Linked DNA regions of Pan troglodytes: region 1 is linked to region 2. Evidence: chromatin contacts called from public Hi-C data. All regions are on one chromosome and are shown on one strand. The core of a region is the stretch at or near the end of the contact, and the rest is flanking DNA. Distances in the headings are between cores, read along the strand shown.

Region 1 (3,648 bases), core at 874-3,373, 190 kb after region 2:
TCAAGGCTCTGACTAGCAAATATCGACAGATATTTTCAAAATAAAGTACTCGCACCGATTCCTACATAAATCGAAGCTCTTGATTTCTTTAAAACATTCACTAGACTGTTGAACTTCCAGACATTTGAAAATGTGCCTACTATCTCCTCGTGTGCGACAACTAGGAGTGAACAGCCCGTCTACCAACTGCGGATTAATACCGCTAAGCTTTTTCCAGACTAAAGAGCGTTAAAAGACATTCCATGCACATTTATTCATTCCCCATAAATGTGTTTTCTCCCAAATTTCATTTTATGTTGTATACTTAGATACAGCAAGTTGAAATTTTAGTCAAAAGCACGCCGGTGCCTTACAAGCTGTGTAACTGCTACATCTGGTGGCAGCCCACTTGCTTGCAAGAAGCCAGAAAACTTAGAAAACAATTGTAACCGATTTGGTGCGTGTTTGCAATAACCTTTACGCAGATATTTCCCACAAAACCCACGACCCTGTCACAGAAGAACAGTAGCCTACTTGCAGCAGAGAATATAACGCACAAACACGCAGGAAGCAACGGCGAAGGAGAGAAAGTTGCAACCATCTGGAGGGGCGGTTTTAAAAGCCTGCCCACGAGTCAGTCTGTCGTTTAAATTGCTCTAGGGGGCCACACAGGGGATCAAAGTCTGCCCAGATAATTTCAGCGTCTCTCCCCAAAGGAGAAACCCAGCAAGCGAGGGGCATCCTCCAGGTCCCGGGCAGCAAAGCTCGCAAAGTGGGGACCGCCTCTATGGGAGGAGTGCGCGGGAGAAGGGGAGGGGGCTCGAGGACGAAGGCTCCAGCGGGAGGGAAAACCCACCAGAGACCGGAGGCCAGGAGGTTAAGAGTACTGAGTGTACTGGCAAATGGAGCAGAAAAGGGCTCGCGTCTGGGGGGAGGCTTCCCACCCTCGCAGGACTGGCTCCCAGGAACCCCAGGCGAGTCTGTGCGCCTCGCCCCGTCCCCACCAGCGCGCACCCCCTCGTCCGTCTCCTCCGCCACCCGCGAACCACCATCCACAGCCAGGGCACTACCTCCCCAGAGCCGGGGAGCCGGGCGGCCTCGCGTCCACCTCGCCACCATCCCCCACCCCAGGGTCTGGCGGAGAAGCCCCGGGGCGGGGGGGGCGCGGGGGTCCGCGGCGCGGGAGAGGAGGCCCGCGAGCGGGCGCGGGCGCGGCGGTGCTTACCTTCCCTGGGCCTCCCGGATGGCGGCGTGTGATTCAGCAGGGACCTGGCCGCCGCCGCCGAGCCCGGGGTTGGAGACGTGGAGAGCTGGGACCAAGATGGCGGCCCCTCCAAACTTCCACTGCTACTTTGGACACTCATCAAGCTACTTTCTGGGAACCCGACTCCCCCCCTGCGACGGCAGCGGCGGCAACGGCACCGGCACCCGCCTCCGTCATGGCGGGGGCCGCGCTGAGGGCGAGCGAGAGAGCGAGGGCTGGGAGGGGAGAGTCAAGGGGATGGGGGAGGAAACCGAGAAGAGGGGAGGTGGGGAGGAAAGAGGTGAGGGAAGGAGAGGGGACAGGGAGGAGGGAAAGGGGGAGAAGCGAGGGAGCGAGCGGGCGCGCCAGAGGAGAGGAGGAGGAAAGGAGCGCGGCGGCGGAGGCGTCGAGGGGGTGCCCACCCGACAGGGGTCGGAGCGCGGGCGGAGCGCGGGCTGCGCCGGCCGAGGACACTTCCGCGGGCGGAACCTGCCGGCACCTCTGCAGTGCGTCGGCCCCCGGCGTCGCCCGGGAGGCGGCGGCGGCGGGCTGTGGGTGGCGGCTGAGGCGGTGGGGTAACCTCTGCATCAGTTACAGGCGGCGGCGGCGTCACGCGCCGCCTGTGCAAACACTATCGCGAGGCTCCTGCGCCTCCGGTAGCGGCGGCGGCGGCGGCAGCGGCGGCCGCGGGAGCAGGCTTGGGGGAGGGACCTGCCAGGGGCTGGGGGGTGGGGGCATGGGGAAGGAGCGAGCGCGCGAGGGAAGAGACTAGAGCGCCGGGGCGCCCCTGCCGCACCCGCGGATCGCCGCGCGGCGCGGGAGCCCGGGGTTGCCGGACTCGCGTGCGCGGGGGCAGCGTCCCCGCGCCGGCCGGAGGGAGGCGCGCCCCCGCCGCGCCGCTCGGGCTCCAGCGCCGCTGCCACCTGACTCCCCCTGTCTCCCGCGGAAGCGCGCCTCTCTCCTGACCCACACCCAACCCGGGGAGAAATGCTGCTGCTGTCGCTCAGCTGCCGCTTCTCGGGAGTTCAATGTGATCGTTTCTCAAAATGGAACTGAAAAGTTGAGAGTTCCTTCTTTCTTGCTCCTCTGTACTGTGCAGAAAAACGTATGTGCGCCTCCCCGTCTGCAGAATGGGAATAATGACCGAATAAAAGAGCTAGGAAAATAAACATGGGTAGTGGGAGAGTTGGGAAATAAAACTTTCTCGTGTTTTCTAAAAAAGAGTGAAGAATCTTTAATGAGGAAATTGAAAATTACCAGTTTTGTAGACTGTATGGTATAGCAATTCTTTGTTTTAAAACAGTAAGTGGAAAATCTAAATGAAAAATGTGATTACTGAATCACATATTTAGGAAAACTATACAGCGTTCATCTTGCAGGAGGTATGGTTTCTAGAAACTTCTAATTTGTTTCTAGTGTCTCCGCTGAGTCCCGACTACAAAAATCCCAAAATAAATAACAGCATTTGCTAAAATTTATAGATAGAGTGTAGCTTTCTACAGACCCACACAAGTATACTCACACCAGGGATTGGGCTTCTTGTACATAAAAGAGCACTCTAGTTCAGGAAAAGTACAACAAGGTTATTTCTCTCTTTAGAAAACCAAATTGAATAGAGCACTAAAAAGATTATGATATAGCGCTACTGCACAGACAAGAGGAAATGGCATGATTACCAGGGGGACAAAAATGTCGTTTCTATTTTTTATTTTTATGACTTCGCATTTCTCATAGTAATGTTTTGTTCAGATAAACTATCATACTAGAAAAGAACCTTGATTGTCAGTTATCTCCAGAAGTAATTGTAATTGCCTTGTGCTTTAGATACTTCAGTGAGTTTTTAGTCTTGTCTGCTTTTCAAACTTAAGAGGGACATCTCACAACTTTATTGAGGTATAATTGACAAAATAAACTGCACATATTTAAAGTGTACAATTATTGGCCAGGTGCGGGGGCTCACGCCTGTAACCCCAGCACTTTGGGAGGCCGAGGTGGGCGGATCACGAGGTCAGGAGTTTGAGACCAGCCTGGCCAACATGGTGAAACCCCATCTCTACTTAAAATACAAAAATTAGCTGGGTGTAGCAGCACGCACCTGAAGTCCCAGCTACTCGGGAGGCTGAGGCAGGAGAATCGCTTGAACCCGGGAGGCAGAAGTTGCGGTAAGCCTAGATCGCAACATTGCACTCCAGCCTGGGCGACAGAGCGAGACTCCTAGACTCTGTCTCAAAAAAATAAAAATAAAGTGTACAATTTGATAAGTTTTGATGTGTATACATCCCTGAAACCACTTCTACAAGGAAGATGGTGAATGTATCTATCACCCTCCAAAGTTTCCTCTTTGTGGTTCCTCCTCCACTCTACTTCCATTCTCTCCAACCACAGATCTTTCTGTCATATGGGTAGCTTGCCATTTCATAGAATTT
Region 2 (3,951 bases), core at 1,093-3,592:
AAGGTTTCCTTACAGTCAGCGGGGCCAGAACCCGTGGGGACCCAGGATTAGGAAACAAGGTCCTTCACGGATTTCATTATTTAGGATCCAGTGAATCATGTGGAATGGGCACTAAGGTTAGCAAAATTTGAAGTAGTTGCTTAGACTGTAAACCTGATGGAGAAAATGTCCCTGGATAATGACTGGGACAGTAACAGCAATTTGAGTTTCACTAGTCTCTTTTCCTAAAGCCATATTCTGGGTCCCCAACCCATTGATCATTTACCTTAACAACCAACTCTATTGGAATTGATCATCAATTCTCTTTTCCAGAGACCAAGGGTTGTGAATAAGAGTTAATGAATCCCTGACTGGCTTTCTTGCCGTCCACTCTCCATGGCCTTGCTTCCTGGGGAGGGGCCTGTTTGCCCAGCTCTGCCCAGGCTGGCCTGATTTGAGACCCATACTAAGAAGTCTGCCTGAGGTTCAGGGCAAGCCTCTTCCAGAAGCACTTGAATTATGGTGGCTGGGGGTGGGGTTACAGGAACTTCTCATTTCTTCTCATAAACTTGCATATTGCCAGAATTTTTAAAACCACAATTACTTTTTATTATTTTATTTTACTTTTTTTTTTTTGAGATGGAGTCTTGCTCTGTCACCCAGGCTGGAGTGGAGTGGCGCAATCTCGGCTCACTGCAACCTCCCAGGTTCAAGCAATTCTCCTGTCTCAGCCTCCTGAGTAGCTGGGCTTACAGGCATGTGCCACCACGCCCGGCTCATTTTTGTATTTTTAGTAGAGATGGGGTTTCACCATGCTGGTCAAGCTGGTCTTGAACCTCTGACCTCAGGTGATTCACCTGCCTCGGCCTCCCAAAGTGCTAGCATTACAGGCGTGAGCCACCGTGCCAGGCTTCGAATTGCTTTTTGTTTTTTTGTTTGTTTGTTTGTTTTGAGACGGAGTCTCGCTCTGTCGCCCAGGCTGGAGTACAGTGGCACTATCTCTGCTCACTGCAAGCGCTGCCTGCTGGGTTGACGCCATTCTCCTGCCTCAGCCTCCCAAGTAGCTGGGACTACAGGCGCCCGCCACCACGCCCATCTAATTTTTTGTATTTTTAGTAGAGACGGGGGTTTCATCGTGTTAGCCAGGATGGTCCCGATCTCCTGACCTCGTGATCCATCCGCTTTGGCCTCCCAAAGTGCTGGGGTTACAGGCGTGAGCCACCGCACCCGGCCTGAATTACTTTTTAATCACTAAAAACAATAGGGTTATTTTGATCTAGGGGGTGTGGATGAATGGGAGACTTACAGAGCCAGAAAAAGCCCTGTTCCGGGCCAGGCGCGGTGGCTCACGCCTGTAGTCCCAGCACTTTGGGAGGCCGAGGCAGGCAGATCACGAGGTCGGGAGATCGAGACCATCCTGGTCAACATGGTGAAACCCCGTCTACTAAAAATACAAAAATTGGGCGCGGTGGCAGGTGCCTGTAGTCCCAGCTACTTGGGAGGCTGAGGCAGGAGAATGGCTTGAACCTGGGAGGCGGAGGTTGCAGTGAGCCGACATCATGCCACCGTACTCCAGACTGGCGACAGAGCGAGTCTCTGTCTCAAAAAAAAAAAAAAAAAAAGCCTTGTTCCATCTCTTCTGAAGCCTTTCATTTCAGTCTGTCCAGGACGGCCGCTGCTGCAGGGCCGGGGAAGCGTTTTCCCCAAGCAGCGTCATGACTGGTCAGACTAAGGGAGCTCTCTGCTAACAACCCCCAACACTGTCCCTAGATTAGAATTATCCATGAAATTTCCCTGAATAGACTTGCACTATGACTGATTTGCAATGCTGTGTTGTGTTTGTAAATCAGTTTGGCCAGAACCGTGTAGCTCAGACAGCTATGCTGAAAGAGCCCAGAAACACAATGGCAAGAATCCATGTTGTACCCAGGCGCTGTTTTGGCTTCTAGAGCTCTGGAAACAGTGTTAGCGTCAGGTAGTGAAGTATGCATGGTTCCAACACGTTCACTCGAGATCAGTGGCCAAACAACCTGTGTGCTTCTCGGTGGTGAGGAACAGAACTGCTAGAGGAGCCTCATAAAATCCAGAAGAAACAGATGCCTGTTGTATGAGTCCAGGAGCTCAAAGCTCATTCCGATTTCAATAAACAGTTACTTGCCTTGGTCTCTGTCAAGGTTTTGTTTTTAAAGGGCATGAAACTTTAGAGACTAATTCATTTTCCCAAATTCAGATCTCTCTTAGGTAAGCAGTACAACCTGAGAAAAGAGGACAACCCTCTGGGATCTTTGGCACCGTGACGCTGCCATATTCCAGCAGGGGACAGGTGAGGGTTCACTGTGGCTGAATCGGAAGGAGACAGAAGAAGCAGGGACGAGCCACCGGGCAGGCCTCAGGCCAGGCTCAGGTTCTGAACTTGATCCCGTGGACTGGTGTTACCCGGAGTGAAGAAAACTGTCTTTCCTCCTTTAATACCTATATATTTTATTTTAGCACGTATTGGGGAAAAAATAATAGTTGCATTTGATATGACTAATTTTACGAATTAATTTCAGTGAAAAAAGGGAATGGTTTTAAAGAGAAGTGATGAGTGAGTTCTTAATTCCCTCAGGGGAAGCAGGTGCGCCTGGAGAGCTCAAACCGAAGCCCCTGCTTCACAGGCGGGCGGGCTTTGGGGTAGGAGCTGAATCCACGTAGGTCTGCCTGGTCCCACGCCTCAGTTCTGTCCCCACGCGGCAGGTTCCTGGAACGACATTCACCTTTGTTCAGGAACTCCGGTCTTACCGCCGCCCACGTGGAGTGGGATCAAGCCAAGGGGGCCTCCCGAGCGGAGACCGCAGTGAGCGCCACGGGCCACCAGGTGGCGCCGGGAGCCTGGGGAAGCCGCACCCCGCCAGCGGCCGCGGGGTCTCCGGGCCGCCCTCGCAGGGCCCCTGGGCGGGGCCGGGGCGTCGCGGTGGGGCGCTTTCCGTTCTTTGGAAGAAGGGCTCTGGTCCCCCGCTTTCTTTCCATCTCAGACCCAGTGCGGAAGCGTGGGGGATGAGCCTGGGCGCCTTCACCAAACGGAACCCCCTTTAATCTGATGTGAAGGCAAATCTCTCCACCGGGGGACCCGTTGGGTGCGGCGGAGACACCCTTCGGTGGCTGAGAAACCCTCAGACGCCGTGGAAGCACCAGGGGTCTGAGCGCCCAGTGCGGGAGGTGCGGGGCCGGCTTCCCTCCCCGGGGCTGGAGCCTTCAGGAGCGCCGCCCCCACCCGGCTTCCTCCGAGGGCAGTTCTGGACTCTGGCCTGGCCCCTGGCCGGCCGCTGCCCTTGGCCTCGTCCAATCCACACCCGCGGGGCGGAGGCTCCTGCTGTGCACAAGCCCGGGGCGCCCGGGGTGGGGCGGCTGGGTCTGGGCCCAGGTGTCCCGAATCCAAAAGCATCCCACTGCACTGCCTGTAAATTAGCGATTTCGGATCTAGTGATGAGCAGAGGGGACAGAATAGCCCAGAGGCCGGGTAACTAACATGTGCGGGATCAAGGAAGGCGTTCGTGGGCAGCTACTATTAGGGCTTTGAAGAATGCATAGAGGTTCTCTTAGGTGGTCAAAGTGGAAGGAAGAGGTTCTCTTAGGCAGAGGGAACAGCGTCTGCAAGGACACACAGGAATGTGGCACGTGGTGTGTCCCGGAACTACAAACAGCTCTGGTTGCTGGAATGTGAAAAGTCAAGTATGGAGTGGTAGCAGTTGCCACAGAAGGGGGAGCGGGGCCAGATCGCCAAAGGCCTTGAATGCCATGCTCAGGGGCTTAGACTGCACTGCCCTGGGGAGTTTATAAGGGGGATGTTTTTTGTTCTTGGCAGTGAAGTACCCAGGGAGCTTGCCCCTTACATAGGTCAGTGGTCTGAAAAACCTCCTTTTTGGCAAGCAGGGGCCTTTCGTGAAAGAAAAAAAAAATCATGTGGAACATAGATTCAAAAGCCAGGCCAGT

Evidence for each region. Hi-C and Micro-C count contacts between places; a contact is called where the count stands out from the background.
Region 1: a Hi-C map of stem cell-derived neural progenitor cells shows a contact between it and region 2, with 6 times the contacts expected there. The contact joins the promoter of TLK1 here to the enhancer-like site in region 2. A contact is called at or near these places in 4 of 7 Hi-C or Micro-C datasets (blood, induced pluripotent stem cells and stem cell-derived neural progenitor cells) and 1 of 1 datasets of contacts at active chromatin or transcription factors (stem cell-derived excitatory neurons).

Annotation. Positions count from the first base shown.
Region 1 is chr13:73,206,832-73,210,479 of NHGRI_mPanTro3-v2.0_pri, forward strand. It overlaps TLK1 (tousled like kinase 1), which reads right to left and starts at 2,124. Exons shown (of 21, transcript XM_001141231.8): 1 at 1,205-2,124. The coding sequence starts at 1,343.
Region 2 is chr13:73,017,154-73,021,104 of NHGRI_mPanTro3-v2.0_pri, forward strand. No RefSeq gene overlaps it. Among named protein-coding and RNA genes, the nearest start is that of GORASP2, 44 kb to the left of the region's middle. Within about 2 kb of position 2,343, at least 13 of the 24 cell types and tissues checked have an H3K27ac peak or open chromatin away from gene starts, as enhancers often do. A contact at or near this core is called in induced pluripotent stem cells and stem cell-derived neural progenitor cells, where this site is marked.